Linked DNA regions of Sus scrofa: region 1 is linked to region 2. A link is a contact called in public HiChIP or PLAC-seq data. All regions are on one chromosome and are shown on one strand. The core of a region is the stretch at or near the end of the contact, and the rest is flanking DNA. Distances in the headings are between cores, read along the strand shown. Region 1 holds the start of LRRC23 (leucine-rich repeat-containing protein 23). Region 2 holds the start of C5H12orf57 (chromosome 5 open reading frame, human C12orf57).

The links. HiChIP or PLAC-seq counts read pairs in DNA pulled down with a chosen protein or histone mark.
Region 1: a contact with region 2 is called in an H3K27ac HiChIP or PLAC-seq map of alveolar macrophages. The contact joins the promoter of LRRC23 here to the promoter of C5H12orf57 in region 2. A contact is called at or near these places in 4 of 5 promoter capture datasets (fetal liver, fetal skeletal muscle and liver), 24 of 47 Hi-C or Micro-C datasets (alveolar macrophages, blood, brain and 14 more) and 2 of 2 datasets of contacts at active chromatin or transcription factors (alveolar macrophages and skeletal muscle).

Annotation. Positions count from the first base shown.
Region 1 is chr5:63,835,146-63,840,984 of Sscrofa11.1, forward strand. LRRC23 (leucine-rich repeat-containing protein 23) reads right to left here and starts at 1,484. Exons shown (of 8, transcript XM_013987385.2): 1 at 1,359-1,484. SPSB2 (splA/ryanodine receptor domain and SOCS box containing 2) reads left to right here and starts at 1,640. Exons shown (of 3, transcript NM_001243315.1): 1 at 1,640-1,819; 2 at 1,964-2,711; 3 at 3,690-3,930. The coding sequence starts at 2,048. The coding sequence ends at 3,817. TPI1 (triosephosphate isomerase 1) reads right to left here. Exons shown (of 7, transcript NM_001037151.1): 5 at 5,526-5,611; 6 at 4,920-5,007; 7 at 4,328-4,814. The coding sequence ends at 4,699.
Region 2 is chr5:63,778,884-63,784,797 of Sscrofa11.1, forward strand. C5H12orf57 (chromosome 5 open reading frame, human C12orf57) reads right to left here and starts at 2,424. Exons shown (of 3, transcript NM_001243445.1): 1 at 2,067-2,424; 2 at 1,616-1,792; 3 at 627-856. The coding sequence starts at 2,118. The coding sequence ends at 705. ATN1 (atrophin-1) reads right to left here. Exons shown (of 10, transcript XM_003126540.5): 7 at 5,769-5,914; 8 at 4,492-4,635; 9 at 4,010-4,190; 10 at 3,281-3,840. The coding sequence ends at 3,807. PTPN6 (tyrosine-protein phosphatase non-receptor type 6) reads right to left here and starts at 203. Exons shown (of 16, transcript XM_005652593.2): 1 at 1-203.

The DNA of each region.
Region 1 (5,839 bases), core at 234-2,733, 55 kb after region 2:
TCATGCTGACCTCTCAGTCTGAATGGTTTCTACATGCAGCAACTCTAATCCAACACCCACACTGCAGAACCACCTCTCAGGCAAATTCCTTGTCTTTTTTCTTTTTTTTTTGGCTGTACTCAGGGCTTATGGAAGTCCCTAGGCCAGGGACTGAATCCAAGCCATAGCTTTGACCTACAGGCAGCTGCAGCAACACTGGATCCTTAACCCACTGAGCAAGGCCAGGGATCTAACCCAAATCCTCATGGATACTAGTGGAGTTCTTAACCCAATGAGCCACAAGAGGAACTCCTCCTCTTGTCAATCTTAAAGATTCAGCCCAGTGTCATCTGCTCCACGACACTTTCCAAAGTGCTTGATCCGTGGAGTCCCATCCTTTTTACTCCCATAGGACTTTTTGTATAACCAGAATTTTATCTACTACATGACAAAACTGTTTTATAAATATCCTTGTAAACTCCTTGCGGATTCACTGCGTCATCTTCAGTGCTTCGCACAAATGATTAAATTTGAATCAGAAACGGTTCTAAGGGCTTCACATATGTATGTGTAACATCACTGAATCCTCACTATAGCTTATGCAGTTCATACCAATAGTATCCCCCTTTTACAGAAGAAAAAACAGGTACGGGGGTGGTTCAGGAATTTGCCAAAGTTCTCCTGCATACCCGCCTTCAGGGATTTGCACACCCTGTCAGCCTGGCTCCACAGTTGCTAAATACCACTATATTTTATTACCTCTCTACAGAATAGTCACTTAGAAAATGTTAAAGAAATAGGACTAGCTAAGCTTAGTGAATGCATACGATATCAAGGGTTCCTTGCTAAGTGCTTTACTTGGACTGTTTCAACTCCATAACAACCCTGAGGTAAGTACCATCATTATGCCCATTTTAGGAAAGAGAAAACAGGTTTAGAGAAGTGTGGCAACCTCCCCAAGGTCACAGAGATAATTAGTGACATTGTTTCCCTCCCAAGCAAGGTCTGGACCACCACACTCTGCCAGGTGAGGCCCACAGCTCAGGAATGGATGGACAGGGCAGATGAAGGCTAGAACAGGATGCAGCCCTATGACACCTACCCCTCTGAGCTAGAAACTCAGCGTATAGAACCTCAGGCTTAGAACCGGCTGACTCACAACCCGGGTCGGAGAATGACCAGCCCAAGCAACAGTGACCCAGAATCAGAAGGCCTGGGAAACAGATGTCACCACAATGGCAGACCTTACTTGACCTCCGGCCCTATATCCCCAGGCTGCTCAAAGTTCTTAACGGTGAAAAGACCTCCAGGGACCTCAAAGCGATGATACCATGAAAAGGTTAACTCTGAGCTTGGCGGGCCAGGGAAGGGTTAAGTACCTGGCGGCTTCCTCGCGGGGGCGAGGCCTGGGGGCTGCGGGCTGCTTGGAAGGTGTCCAGAGGTTAACCGCCCGCGAGTGGGCTCTACTCACTGCTTGACCTTCGCAGCCGCCCCTGGTGCCGAGTTTTGACCGCCCCGGAGGGGCCCGTGTGGGCGGGGTCTCCGGCGGGGCGCGACCTGGGGTGGCGACTAGAGGGTTAACTGCCCCAGAGGGCCCTTAGGGGCGTGGCCTGGGGCGGGGCGAGGCCTGCGGGAGGGGTTGGGGGCGGAAGCGGCCGGCGTTCTGGAGCCGGAGCTCCTCGGCGACTTTCGGCCGGGCTCCTCCCGAGGGCCGGCGACCTCCCGGCACGGGAAGCTGAGCGTGGTTCGGGGGCAGGGACAGGAGCAGGAGCGGGCGAAGGGGACGGTCCCTGGACAGACCTAAGGCGACAAACTCGCGCGTCTCAGGAGACGCGGACAGGTGGGTGAGGGCAAGATGATGGATCTAGGAGCTTTCGGGGAGCTGAGCGGGAGGAGTGGGGCAGTGAGCAGAGCTGGGGGAAAGGATGAGGCGCCTAGGTGTGGAGTCCCTCCAGGATCCTCCTCTCCCCCAACTTCTCTCTAGGTCGATCCCAAGCGGGAGCTCAACTTTCCGAAGAGAGACGTCCCAGCAAGCCTCTTTTGGGGAATCCTCCAGCTTCTCACCTCCATGGGCCAGACGGCCTTGGCAGGGGGCAGCAGCAGCACCCCCACCCCACAGCCCCTGTACCCTGACCTCTCTTGTCCCGAGGGCTTGGAGGAGCTGCTCTCTGCTCCCCCTCCTGACCTAGGGGCCCAACGGCGTCACGGCTGGAACCCCAAGGACTGCTCAGAGAACATCGAGGTCAAGGAAGGGGGCTTGTGCTTTGAGCGGCGGCCTGTGGCCCAGAGCACTGATGGGGTCCGGGGTAAGAGGGGCTACTCGAGAGGCCTGCACGCCTGGGAGATCAGCTGGCCCCGGGAACAGAGAGGCACCCACGCCGTGGTGGGCGTGGCCACGGCCCTCGCCCCGCTGCAAGCTGACCACTATGCGGCGCTGCTGGGCAGCAACAGCGAGTCGTGGGGTTGGGACATTGGGCGGGGGAAGCTGTACCATCAGAGCAAGGGGCCCGGGGCCCCCCGGTATCCCCCCGGACTTCAAGGTGAGCACCTGGAGGTGCCGGAGAGGCTGCTGGTGGTTTTGGACATGGAGGAGGGAACTCTGGGCTACGCTATTGGGGGCACCTACCTGGGGCCAGCCTTCCGTGGACTGAAGGGCAGGACCCTCTATCCAGCAGTAAGCGCTGTCTGGGGCCAGTGCCACGTCCGCATCAGCTACCTGGGCGAAAGGAGAGGTGAGGCCTGGGGCAGGTCTGGGGAGAGTGTTCTATCCCTGGTGGCTGTGGTCTGGGATGCAAGCTCAACGCCTTCCAAGAGGCGTTGTAAGTAGTGTGCCTTCATCTGACAGGTCTCCTGGCTCAAAGCCTGGGCCAGCAGCTCCACCTTCATCTGACATGTCTCCTTTCCCTATTCAGTGCCAGGAATGGCTAAGGAACTTCACAGCTCTTACCTCATTTAATCTTCTAACAGCCATAGAGGTAAAAGGAAGGTTGTTGGGAAAGCAACTTGCTAGGAAGTGATGAGCCCTCAAAATGGAGGGGAGCACCCTAGGGATCAGGACTTCACAGGAGGTACCAGTCCCTGGAGCAGGAGGTGCAAAGAGTGAAACATGTACTGAGCTAGGAGGACAAGTCCAAAAGGAAGAGGTGCCAGGCACCCCAGGGTGTGTACCAGACTCACTGGGCTCTGTCTCTTTGACACATACCTACTTCCTTTCTCAGTCAAACCCCAGGAAGGAGCCATTGAGGCCCAGGCTCCTGGAAGGAAAGCAGTGAGGGAGGAAGGGCCTTGGAGCAGGGCTGCAGAAGGGGCTCCTTGGGGAACCCATGGAACCAGACCTTGGGGCTGACTAGACTTTACTGTCCTATGCAAGTGGCAGAGTCTTCATTCAGCAGAGGGTGGCTGCTGTGGAGAGGGCATGACCTTCCATTCACCCTCTCTGCCCCAGTGCCCAGGCCTCTCCGCAATCAAAGCCTGGGCCAGCAGCTCCACCAGTATCTGAGCTGCCTGGGCCTGTTGCTTAGAGGGCCTTAGATGGGTGAAATTAGTGACGCAGATGCAGAACTCCAGGGAGCACGCTCCACTGAGGTGGAAGCAGCCTTGTAGCAAGAAGGCCACAGGGAAGCAGCGGGGAGCCGGGCAGGACCCTGTTTGAGGACATCCAGCGACTGGTGGCTACACCCCTACTTACTTTCCCTCCTTCTCTCTCCCAGCGGAGCCACACTCCCTTCTGCACCTGAGCCGCCTGTGTGTACGCCACGCCCTGGGGGCTACCCGGCTTGGCTACGTTTCTGCTCTGCCCTTGCCCCCTGCCATGAAGCGCTACCTGCTCTACCAGTGACCCCTGCGATACCTCAGATGGTGCTGGGGCCTTGACCCCTCTCCTCCCCTGGGGGGCAGGGAAGAGGCACTGCTGACCTAGACCAGCTACTTGACTAAAGCCAGAGGCTGGGCGGGGGGGGGGGCCCGTGGGGGAGGCCAGGCTGGGCCCCATCCCAGCCCAAGCTCTGGGGAGCATGACAGCCCCCAGGGCCACCCAGAGAGCAGAAGGGAGGGGGCTGTTCATCACGGCTGTGGCAGCCTGGTACGCAAAGCCTTTTTGGAAGTAAAGGTTAAGAGGTGTGCTGCTGTAGAAGCCTGTTCATGGTATTTTTTTTTATTGTTGCACAAGGGTCTTGCGACTGCTTCAGAGAGGAAAAAAAAAAAGGATTTAGGCCAGGTCAGTGAAGGACAAACCACAGGGCTCAGTGCCAGGTGTTTATTCCCCCCCCTACGGGACTTCTCACAGACACAACACACACAGGCATTGGCACCGTGGGAGGGAGCAGCACCCCGGCCCCAGCAGAGGACAGGGCCTTCTCTCGGTCCTTGGCCTCGTGCTGTGAGATGGGACAGGATGGTTTCTCTCTCTTGCCTTCACCGGGGACGGAGGGGACCCACGGGCAAACCACCCCTCCCACCTCTCAGCCAAGGAGACGCCTCCTTGGTGACAGGTTTAGTTCCAACTGAACAGTAAGTGGTGGCAGGATTGGCCTGGTCCCAGCCATTACAGGGTAGGGTGTAAACGGGAAAGGAAGAGGTCCACCTGGGATTAGGCTGTGAGAGGGGGCAGGCGACACCATCAGAAGCATGTGGGGGGTGGGGCAGCACAGTTATTGGGCTTCTGAGCTCCCTAGTCCCTGGCTTGGAGGGAAGGGGAGGTAGGGGCGATGGATGGGCTTATTATTTGGCATTGATGATGTCCACAAATTCAGGCTTGAGGGAAGCGCCACCCACAAGGAACCCGTCCACATCAGGCTGGCTCGCCAGCTCTTTGCAGGTTGCCCCAGTCACAGAGCCTGGGAAGGGAGAGGAGGGAACGGTCAAGGCTACCTCCTTGTCTAAGGAGGGCTCAGTCTGATTCTCAGCCCACCCCACTCCAGGCTGGAGCCAGAGCCACTTACCCCCGTAAATGATGCGGGTGCTCTGAGCCACTGCCTCAGAGACGTGGGTCTTAAGCCATCCCCGGAGCTTTTCATGTACTTCCTGGGCCTAAAACAAGAAGCCAGACTAAGACTTTTCATTCCAAGTGGGGGAAACTGTGGGTACCAGTGGAGACAGGCATTGTGGTTTTGGGGCAAGAACTCTGGGACCTGAGAGGGAACCCGGAGGCTTTAATTCCACCCAGTCCCTGGAACGGATGTCCTTGGACAAGTGACTCTGTTTTGTCCTCCCCCCCCTTTTTTTTAGGGGGGCATGTGTGGCATATGGAAGTTCCCAGGCTAGGGGTTGAGCTGGTGCCGCAGCCGCCAGCCTACACCACAGCCGCCCCAAATCTGAGCCAGGTAGGTCTGCGTCCCACACTGTAGCTCACCGCAACACCAGATCCCACAAAGCAAGGCTAGAGACAGAACCTACATCCTCGTGGATACTAGTCAGACACTATGTTACTGCTGGGTCACAGTGGGAACTCCCTGTCCTGTCTTTTAAATGAAGGGTCGGCCCAGATGGTCTCTGTGGCCGTCCAATGCTACCAAGGCAGGGGAGGATGAACTCCTGGGCTTGGTTACCTGTTGGGGTGTGGCAGTCTTGCCGGTACCGATGGCCCACACAGGCTCATAGGCCAGGACAACCTTGTTCCAGTCCTTCACATTATCTGTGGGACAGAGATCACAGGTGGAAGGGTGAAGGAGGAGCGATCCAGCTGTTCCCCAGAGAATGAGTGATGGCGGCCTACTGCCCTCTGGTGGCTGTTAAGGGAACTCCAAGTGGCATCATATACTGTCAGGGGCAGGAGGGGAAGTGATAGGAAGGATACAAGGGTTCTTAGCCTCCCCTTTCCTGCATCAGCATGGGGAATCAAGTCAGGAGGCAAGGCATCTGA
Region 2 (5,914 bases), core at 1,174-3,673:
AGGCCTGAGGAGTCACAGGCAGAAGGCCACAGGGGGTGGGGCGCAGGTGAGAAAGAACGCTCAGAACTCAGCCACTTCCCGCTGGATGGTGCCCGCCAGGCCAAAGGCACCGCAGGGCCAAGCCCCTGGACTAAAAATCCCCGGAAAAGGGGCAGGTGGGGCGGGGCTGGCCTCAGTCCGCCCTCGGCAGCTGCCTGTCCAGGGTTCGCCTTCCCTTGGGAGGGGAGGAGCCACCTGGAGCTCCACCTGGAGCCCAGCCAACTGAGCCGCGGGAGGCAGGGTGGGGGCGAAGACCAGGAAGTAATGCTGGCCGAGGGCACACCAACCAATGGGGGAGCCTCCCAGCGCCCAGAAGCCAAGGGGCCCCCCCGCAAAAGCCCAGGCAGCCCCACACAGAGGAGGCACCGCCGCCGCCGCCGCCGCCGCCGGGGCAGGCCCCCAGACCCAGGGTGGTGAGGGACCGGCCCATCCCTCCCCCGGCCATTGGAGCCTGTTGGCAGCCGGAGCACAGGAAGGATCTGGACAGGGAGCCAGAGCGGCCTGAAAGGCTGAGGGAACTGGGCCAGGATGTAGGGGTTGTCAGGGTCACAAAAGACTGACGCCAAGACTAAGACTGACGCCAAGACTAAGTCCCAGGCACATTTATTATCCTCCAGAACACCAAGGTCTTCCCTTCCCGGGCAGTGCCACGGGAGGGCCAACCTTCAGGAGGCGGCCACGCTGCCACCCGAAGCAGGTCCGTGGGGCGGCAGGGTCATGGGCGGCAGGAACAACGCCTTCAGCTTGCCAGACAGGCTGGCGATCTCAGGATCCTGAGCTTCGTAAGATTTGACCAAGCGGGCAAACTTAAGAACACCTGCAAGGGGAGCAGAACGTCAACCCTCACCCCCAGGGGCTGGAGGAGCCCAGGACAGCAGGAGGGGGCAGCCCGAGTCACTAGCTGCTGCCCACCCCACCCCCCGGCCAGATAGCTAGCTGTCTGCAAAACAAGACTCATGCAGGTCTTTGCCCTGTGTGGTCTGGATCAACCCCTTCCCAGTCTACACTGGACACAACTGGCTGGGATGCAGTGAATGAAAATATCTCAAAGCAGTGTGTTCACCCCTATCACGTGAACCATTTTAACAATTTAGTCACAAGAGCACAAAGGATGCACATCAACCAGATTGCCAGTCCATAGCCAGGACAGAAGAGAGCTCTGGGCCAGCAGGGCTGAATTAATAAACACCCGGTTCAATAAACTGAACAGCCAACCCCGAGAGATCAGCTGGAACTGCTTGGAGGGGCTGCAGAAAGTTGCTGTCATGCAGACATCTCACTAAAAGCTATCAAAACGGGGTTAGGTTTCAGCTCTGCTGTGACCTGCCAACTTGGTTTACTACTACAGTCTGTTTCCTCATCTTAAAATGGGATAGCAATATAATTAATGGTAACTACAAAATGCACTTAAGACTTCACCTGGCTCAAGTTCACAGTAGACCCTGGGTTCTAAGTGCCAATACTGTTAGATTGTGGCTGCCGCCATGTGGCGAGAAAGGGGACGACGGCTCAGGGACGCGACGATCCATCGCCCTCTCCTCCACCCAGGCTACCTTCACTCCCCAGTCCGACCTACCTTCCCCGTCGCAGCTGAAGCCATAGGCTTTGATAACCTCCTGCTGAATCTGCGTGGCCACGGGCAGCACGAATTGCAGCATCTTACCCATGTCGTTGCACGCGTTATCACGAGCCTCGTCCATGCGCACGGCGTTCTCCGGGGCCGAGAACGCTTGGATCACCTCCGCCAGGACCACTGTGCGAAGGATGCAGCACAGGGCATCGGAACAAAGGGCACAAGGAAGAGGGCAAGGGAATTACTGGCCTGAAGCCGTAATAACCGAATCACTCGGCCCCCAAATCCCCCGCTTTAAGAAGCAAGGACCCCTCTTTGAAGGAGGATGGTACCGCGCGCCCCCAGTTCCCGGCGAATGCAGTCACATCTCTCGCCTGTGATTTCCTGCCCGCACCCTCCTCGGGCAGGAAGCCCACCCGGCAACTACCCACCCGGCAACTAGGAGGATTCTCACCCTTGGCCTGTTCCGCGCTCAAAGCAGCGGCTTGGGCCGAGGCGGACGCCATAGGACAAAAGATGCACGTGCAGCGGCGCCACGGAAACACTCCAGAAAAGCGAACCTTCTCCTAGTGCAGCTTCCCAGGCGGGTGGGGGTGGAAGGGAAGCTGTATCAGCTGAAGCCGGAAGCTTACTGATGGAGTCCCAACCTCCCCGCGCCCTCGGAAACAGGTTGAGACCTCGGATATTTAACTAAGACCAGTCAATCAGACACCAACTCGCTTACACCCCAACTCTTTCTATTGTTGAATACACTCTGGATTAAGGGTTTTCCGGTACAAACCGGAAAACCTGCTGGACAAATTCTAAAAGAGCTGTACACTACGAGAGCACAGCTCTGGCGAGAAGGCGGCATATCCGCAAACTCCACTATTAGTGAGGGTGAGTTCCGACCAGCGTTTCCTAATTCCTATTGCTGTACAAACAACGAGGCACATTGTAACTTTTAGAGGTGAAAACAGAATTCTAAAGAACTCTCTTAAACATTCGTTTCTAGAGTTTGGGAACGTTTGATACGAGTCTATGCAAATTACTTGATGCCGATTGGCTGAGAGCGAAGCCAGTCACTCCCCTTTTTAAGAACCGAGACGGGGCCTCGCGGCAGTGAAGACTTGACGCTAAAGCGGCTTTCGCGCTCTCCTAAAATGGCCTGGTGTAGGGGTGTGCAGTAACGCCCTATAATTTCCCTTCCCTTCAGGGCGTTAGAAATTGTCACCCACTCCCTCCTCAAACCTTAGAGCGCTTAAGACTTCAGGGTTCCAATTGCTTTAACCTATTGCAGCCACGCCCCCGACCCTCCAATTCATCAGTTTCTAACTCTTCTACGTTAAGAATTCAGGTCTCTGGCGGCTCCTAGCTGCGGGCACGGTGACAGAAACCCGTCTAAGCGGTTTCCTGGAGCAAGTCAGGGGCTTGCCTGTCGTAGGCCATCAGCTTCGTGACTGCCCACCATTGGAAGGATGGGACTCCACTCCAGCGGAGCCAGGTCTCCAAGGCCCTGGGCTCTTCCAGCTCCCCTCTCCAACTCTCCGGGGTCTCTATCCACTTCCGGACTAGCCTCCGGTAGTCCGGTAGCTTTCTCTCTAGGCGCTGGGCCGCCGCTGCCCAGAGACCCACATCACCACCCCGGCCCCCCATACCCCACAAAGAAACAGCCACAGCCATCTTCCTGGGGAGTCGTGAGGATGTTTTTGTTTGGTTGGTTTTGTTTGGGATATTTTTTAAAGAGCATCATATAGATATTTATATATATAAATTATTAATGTGGGGGAGGGGCAGGGGCATACATCGCAGTGGGAGCGCGCACACGGGGACTGGGGAGGGGCAGGGCGGCACACGATGCTACGCAAAACAGCCACATCTAACAGATGAAATAATCACACCAACGGGGTGGGGGAGGGGCGGTGGCCGCGGGGACGGGGGCGGGGGCGGGGAGGGGGGGGAAAGCCGGGGGACAAGGGAGAGGGAGCGGTCCAAGAAACTGTGCGCTTTCTGCCCCCACCCCCTCCACCTCCCCACCTCCGCACGCACATCACAGGAGCCTTGGCCTTCCATCTGTCCCTTCCTTCCTCCCTCTAGCCCAGAAGCCCCAGGCCCTGGGGCTGAGCAGCACCCCCTCTCGGCTGGGTGGCAGGCGGGGAGGGAGGCCTCCAGAGTCCAGATGCAGGGGCCGCGGGTGCTCTCTTGGTCGCAGGTTCTACAGCGGCTTGTCGCTTTCCTTCTTCAGGTGACTGGGGGAAGAGGGGGTGCAGAACAGGGCCTGAGAGACTGAGACCCATCCTGACCCGACCTCTCTCACAGAGGATGGTGGGGGAGGGGTTCCCTGCCTCGGGGGCCTCACCCCATCCCAGACGGGCTAAGTAGCATCCCATTGGCCTGGCCTAGGGTGCCCTGTGGTACCTGTAGTAATCCTCCTGGGCAGGCAGCGGCACACTGTGCAGTGGGTGATGGGCGTGCAGCCACTGCTGCTGCTCCAGTGCCAAGCGCTGCAGCTCAGCGGACTGCGCGTGCATGGCCTGCAGCTGGTGAGCTGCTGACATTGGGGCAGAGAGGGAGGCTGGCAGGTCCCGGTAAGGAGCAGCTGTGGGCAGGAAGGGCAGGGGGCACATGACCGGCAGGGCCAGGAGGTAGCTGGCCCCTTGACACACAGAGGAAACAGACACTAAACAACTTATGTGACAGCCAGTCCTGCAGGAGCCCTTAGCCTGGCCCTAACCCTGCGCCCCTCTTGAGCAGGGCCTCAGCTCTCCTATTCCCATTCCCAGCTCCTCTGGACACCGCCTCACCTCTCCCCAAGTCCAGCAAGGCCAGTCCCACCGGCTAATTTCCTCCTTTCTGCCCTTCACTCAGAAATCCCCCCCACCCCCAACCCCCATCCTTACCAAAGAGCTGGTGACGAAGAACTTCGTTCTCGTGCAGAGGGTGAGGAAGAAGGGGGTTGGGGAGGGTCCCAGCTGGGTAGGGGATCCGGGTAAGGTGAGACCCTGAGGCCAGGGGGTCAATGAGAGGGTGCACCGAGGCAGAGGCTGGAGGGTAGAGAAGAGGAAGGTGTCACGAGAAGGCAAGTTTGGGGAAAACCATGCACTTGGGAGGGAAGGGATCCACACCTGGCAAGAGGGGTGGACATTCGAACACAGGGAGATCCAGGGCATTAAGGAGGCACCAAGGAGGAACCAGGGGCCTGGGAGATGGACAGGGCAAGACCCTACTGGAGTCAGGATGTAGGGATGGCAGGTGTCAGAGGGATCTGAGGAACAGGAAAAGGGGGGTGGGCTGCTTAGAGAAGGTGGAAGAGGACACGAAGTTTAGAAAACGAGACAGGGAGAGGAGAGCTTAAGAGAGAGAAAGCAACGGAGCCTGGAATGAATGTGACTCTGAGGCTAGATGGAGCAATGTTCTGATGAAAAGAGGTACTGTGAGGCGTTCCCGTCGTGGCTCAGTGGTGAACGAATCTGACTAAGAACCATAAGGTTGCAGGTTCGATCCCTGGCCTTGCTCAGTGGGGTAAGGATCTGGCGTTGCCATGAGCTGTGGTGTAGGTCGCAGATGTGGCTCAGATCCCGCGTTGCTGTGGCCCTGGTGTAGGCCGGTGGCTCCAGCTCCAATTGGACCCCTAGCCTGGGCACCTCCATGTGCCTCGGGAGCGGCCCTAGAAAAGGTGAAAAGACAAAAAAAAAAAAAGAAGTACTGTGAGAGAACAGTGAGAGAAGCTCACTGTCACCTATGATCCCACAACCAGAGCTATAGGACTCTTTCTGGAAGGTCACGGATCTTAAAGTGGAGAAGAACAGGAAACACGTCAGCCAGGAGACAATGGCAAGAAACAACCAGAGTTGAATCCAAGGTTTCAAGAAGATAGTTCTGTGAAGGGCTCAGGCTCAGGCCTCAAGGTCATGCTCCCTTAAAGGTTTCCACCTTGGGTCTCTGGGGGGTGGGTGGCAGACCTGAAGAGGACTGGGGTGTAGGGTAGGGTCTTCGTAGCACCACTAAGACAGGAGGAGACAGGCCGGGGAGGCAAGGACAGGGGCAGCCGTCTCAGGAGAGAGGCTTGTGCCAGAGGTGGGGAGGGACATCCCCGCCTGAGGAACAGAAGGGCCCCATCACTTGCCAAGGGGCAAGGTGGCCTCACAGGGCCAGGGCCAGGGAACTGGAGCCTCACCTGCGTGGATGGCATCCTGCTGGTGGAGGTGCAGGTGAGAGTGGATGTGGGAGTGCTGGTGGTGATGGGGGGTCACATTAAGCATCTGCAGCCGGGCCAGCGGGTCGTTGCCCAGGGCGGCTACCCTTTCCGCGTGCTGCCTCTCA